Regions from separate parts of the Capsicum annuum genome. Here region 2 is linked to region 1. The links are chromatin contacts, called in public Hi-C maps. All regions are on one chromosome and are shown on one strand. Each heading gives the region's core, a stretch centred on a gene start, on an enhancer-like site or on the middle of the called end of the contact. The rest is flanking DNA. Distances are from core to core; before and after follow the strand shown.

What was found. Hi-C and Micro-C count contacts between places; a contact is called where the count stands out from the background.
Region 2: a contact with region 1 is called in a Hi-C map of leaf, with 3 times the contacts expected there. The contact joins two enhancer-like sites. A contact is called at or near these places in 2 of 5 Hi-C or Micro-C datasets (leaf and placenta).

What each region holds. Positions count from the first base shown.
Region 1 is chr2:105,402,895-105,405,477 of UCD10Xv1.1, reverse strand. No RefSeq gene overlaps it. Among protein-coding and RNA genes, the nearest start is that of LOC107858894, 9.4 kb to the right of the region's middle. Within about 2 kb of position 1,302, at least 3 of the 5 cell types and tissues checked have an H3K27ac peak or open chromatin away from gene starts, as enhancers often do.
Region 2 is chr2:105,441,272-105,443,854 of UCD10Xv1.1, reverse strand. It overlaps LOC107858895 (U4/U6.U5 tri-snRNP-associated protein 2), which reads left to right. Exons shown (of 10, transcript XM_016703700.2): 10 at 1-323. Among protein-coding and RNA genes, the nearest start is that of LOC107858895, 11 kb to the left of the region's middle. Within about 2 kb of position 1,299, at least 4 of the 5 cell types and tissues checked have an H3K27ac peak or open chromatin away from gene starts, as enhancers often do.

The sequences.
Region 1 (2,583 bases), core at 53-2,552:
ACTAAATCATTAATCGAATTTTTTTCCAATTTCATTCAATTTACGATTTGGTTTGATTTTCGATTTGCTTTGTTCAGCCTATCGTTTACTATCAAATGAATGGGTTGCGTGTCAATGTAAATGGTCAACCATTAGATAACAAAATCATATAATATATGCTATGAGTACTTGTTAATCATTTTCACTAAATAAAAATTAATGTTAGACAAATTATTAGTAAGTCTATCGCAATCTTCAAGTAGCACATGCACCTTTCATTACAACGCGGAGATAATTAAGGATGGTTAATTAGTTCTAAACAAGTAAATACAAGACATGTATTTTGTGGGCTTTTGAAATTGTACTTAGTTCAACAATACGTGTTTTAAATTTAATTTATAAGTAGAGAAGAAGTTCAAATTTAGTTAAATTCTATGAAATGGTTCAAAATTACCCTCTATTAATAGTTCGAGTCAAATGAGTTAATATTACTAACTTTGTTCAATTATGTTCTTATTCACCAACAACGAAAGTTGCACAATATATGAGCTTGTTTTATAAGTGAATAGGGTCAAATTTGAACTGAAACTATACAAAATGATTCAAATTTTCTTTTTGAACTTTGCAAAATTATGCATCTCGTCTTTTTCAACCACGAATGTATCATGTTTTAAATCAATCAGCACAGTAACAATTGATTCTCTCAACTCTTGGCCCCGTTTGGCTATGAAAACATAATTTTCTGGAGTTAAAAATAGAGTTGGAATTGGAATTGGAGTTGGAGTTGGAGTTGTGTTTGACCGTAAATATAAATTAAAGTTGTTCCTGAAATTTTGTGAAAGAAGTGGGAGTGAAAAAAATGAAAATAAGTTTTTTTTTTGTTTTTACTTTTCCATTATATTTAGAATTTTCATGGTCAAACACTGTGATTTTAATTTTTTTTTCACTAAAATGAAATAATTTTTCGGAAAAAGGTGAAAAAATGTCAATGGCCAAACGGCTACTAAAAACATCATGGGAAGACCGGACCGTCGTTACTTCCCTTACCCCTCCACCACTTCAACACCCAACAATACTCAAAAAAAAACACACACACACACACAACAAAGTTCCACATAAAATTTTCATCTATTCTTTGAAATAATTATCATCATTCTCTCTGTTATATAAGTGCTCTAAAATAATACTCATAAGAAAAGTAGATGAATGACGTATTCACATATATCATAATCTATCCATGTTCTTTCCACGAAACATACCTTCATCAATATCTTTGGTCTTACTTAATCCCACCCCCAAGAAAACCAAAAAAAAATTAAAAATAATAGTCAACATCCAGGTTTAATTATTTATCCTACCTTTAACCAAAAGCCCCACTATATATACTATCTTGCTTAGGCTTCTCCCATTTCTTCACAACAAACAGAAGGAGCTAATATACCACTTGAATGGTCACAGCTCACAATAAAAAACCATGCAAAGCTCCAACCAAATGACAAGAACAACCTTAAACTGTGACACTACTACTACAACAACAACAACAACCTTAAGTCCTACAAACTCTTTGTGTAGTCATGAGCTAAGTCCTAAAAATGGTAGCATAAAGAAGCCAATTAGAAGAAGATCTCGAGCATCAAAGAAAACTCCAACCACACACCTCAATGCAGATGCCTCGAATTTTCGAGCTCTAGTGCAACAATTTACAGGATGTCACACTGCTAATACTTTCTTAGGAGCTCATAAAGGTCCAATAAATTTAAATTTTGGACTGGAGGAGAACGATGATTATGATGCAGATGATTCAACTACTCATGTGTCTTCATTTGGATATGACTGTTATAACTGCAATCCTAAGAGTAGCAAGGAGAATAAGGTGGCAAATATTATTGAAGAACAAAAGGGTATGTTATCAACTGATCAAAATGGAATATTTGGTTCAACTTCAACCACGAATTCTAGTAGTAGTCCAAGGATGGATATTTTGAGCTTAGATGATTTTGAATTGGAGAATCTGTGTCTATGTGATTTTACTGGAGATGATCAGTTAATTACTGATTCTACTGAAAACATTTGGGATCAAGATGGCTATCTTTTAATTTAGTGCATGGTTTATTCTTTTTTTCATTTTAACTTTTTTGCAAGAAGAAAAGAGTGGGAAAGATTTTGAGGATCAACAACTCAATTTTTCTTCCCATTTTTAATAGTCTTTTTTTTTTTTTTTTTTTTTTTCTCCATTTTAACTCTTTTGGAAGAAGAAAAGAATGGGAAAGATTTTGTTGAGGATCAACAACTCAATTTTTCTTCCCATTTTCAATAGTGTTTTTTCTCTTCTTGGATTTGTAAGTACCGAGTTAAAAGAAAATGTTATTCATGTATATATTAAATTTATCCTATTTGACGTCATCATCAAATTGTGATATCAGTATCATATCTTGATTTAATGTGATTTCTGAGTTTTTAATTAGTCATAGACTCATGAGTCGTGCCCATGTCTTGTTTTGTTTCTCTTTAGAGTTATTTTATTTGTGTACACATCTTAAGTTCTTAAATATCTATACATAACTTTAGTCAAAAACAAGCAGCTCAATTAAATCCACAAAACGA
Region 2 (2,583 bases), core at 50-2,549, 38 kb before region 1:
CTTCTCTTTTGAAATACCAAATTCGACTTTAGACTTCTAATGAAGAGTACTCTACTTGTTGAGTGATGGTGATCCTTGCGGTTTATTTTTCTTTTGTATGTAAATCTCTGCTATTTTTGTATGGCTTAGGCTTAAGATTACTAGCACCATTGCATGGGGAGTTATGAGAACTCCAGCTTTGAAGGGTCCAGTTTTTTTAATTCCAGATGTTTTTGTTGTATGGTAAGTTCTTGAATTTGGTACATAAAGTACCTTAATCTTCCATATGTAGGAACAATAGCAATCAGAAATGAGTGGGAGAGTTGGAGATTTCATTTGGACAACTAGAGTAAACTTATCTTGTTATGAATTCTGCAAGATATTTAGCAAATCAAGTAAAATTTATGTGAAAAAAGGAAAATTTTATGTGAAGAGAGTAAATAAATCCTTCTGCGAGATAAAATTTTACTTGATTTATATGAAAATTTATGTAAACTTGCTGAAGTCCATTTGGTTGTTTTGAACTTAAAATTAGTTAAAAATGGGATAGGACTGTTACAAAAAAGAAAATACAAGTACTATGGTATGAAAAATATCCTATCGTATTCTTCTTTAGCAAGGGTGGAATATCACTTGTTATTAGTGAGGAAGAGTCAAAAAGTAATGAAGAAAAAACAAATCTTTGGGAGGTTAGTCAAATTCAAAACTGATAAATCATGTTGATTAAGTCATCTCTGTGTCTGATTCAGCCTCCATTTGAATAATAATTTGCTGGAAGATGTTCTCAACCTTGAAATTTGACTATGAATTAAATGACCCTCTTGGATATCTGGATGTAAATGCAAAGCATGGCACAATATAAAATTCCTCTTCTTCTTATTGTAATGAATGAAAACAGACTATTGATTGAGACATTTTTGAATTACTCCATTCATTTCATAATAAATGAATTGTTGAATTTTGACACACAATTAAGAAAAAAACATTAAAAACATAAATTTAACGTAACTTTTTATTTTTACCCAAAAAGTTGACCTTATGAATTGTTGGATTTTAACACATAGATTAAGAAAAACGAATTAAAGACATAAATTTAATACAATTTTCTATTTTTACTCCCCAAAAAAAAATTGACCTTGTAATACCTTTTCAAAAGTTAATTAGTTGTCAAATCATAAGGGTAAGTTTAAAAAAAAAATTAATGATTCACTTAGTTTGAAACACTAATAAATATTTCAACAATTCACTTATTCTGAATCACCACAGAGAAAGAGGGAGTATCACACTTCCCAAGGTGTTGTAAGTAAATTTATAGACTGAATGATGATGTTAACATATGTGAACAAGTGTGAACTCATAGCTCATTGACTATTTGTCTTCTTTCGTTTTTCTGGTTTTTATTTTTGACCGGAGTTTCCATGTTTTATCCTTTATGGTCCCTCGTCTCAAATAGAAATGATACATTGATTAAAAAAAATGATTAATAACGTAACTAATTTATCATAGTATCTTTATTAAATAATATTTATATTTTAATTTTTTAAAAAAGTAATTAATGCAAAGGATAAAACATGAAAAAGAACGAGTAAAATGAGAAATCAAATTAGAAAATTTGGGACGAATAATTTGAAACGGAGGGAGTATTCCTCTCCCTCAAATAATTGTGTTTCAGCTCACTTCATGCTTACCGAATTACTCACTTCATGCTTACCGAATTACTCCCTTCATTTTAGTTGAATTTCTTGGTAAAAGTAATTATTTTAATTTAATTATTTTAGTTATTTTTTTAACTAAAAATTTTTTATTTTAATTTAATTATTTGATTTATGAAATCTACAAAATTTTATTACGTTTTTTTTAATACCACCCAATCATTAAATGACTAAATAAAATGTACATACTTAAATTTATATTTTTAAAGGATGATTAATAAAATTAATTTTAAATATTACCTTATAAAAAAATTAATAAAACTAATTAGATAAAATTAACTCCCAATAAATATTTTCTTAAGGGGAGTGTAAGTCAATAAGGACCTATTATTTTGAAATGGATGGAGTACTAAGAAAAATAATAGAAAAATAATAAATACAAGGTGTAGTTTACTAAATTATCCTTGTTTATTAGATATTTCTTAAAATGAATATTATAAGAAGTTAGCACTCCCTGTTTCAAAATAGTTGGTTCTTCCTGAAAATAGCCTTATTAGCCTTATTACATATGTTTTGAAAATATAAATTTGAGCATATACATTTTTATTTAATGAAGGTATAGTATTGGAAGAATATAATAAGAATTTCTTAATTTCATAAATAAGCTAACTAAATTGAAATAAATATTTTTAGAAAAATAAATAAATATTTTTAGAAAAGTAATCAAATATTTTGAAACGGAGGGAGTAGTTACTTAATACTACTCCCTCTATCCAATAATATTTGTCCACCATTGACTTATCACAAATGTTAAAAAATAATAGATAAAAATAATTTTATTAAATCACCTCTGAATATAATTAATCTAATATTTTAAAAATATATTGGGTAATGACTATAATTAATAATTAAAGGTAAAATGGGTAGAAATTAGTAAATTATAAATTGATTT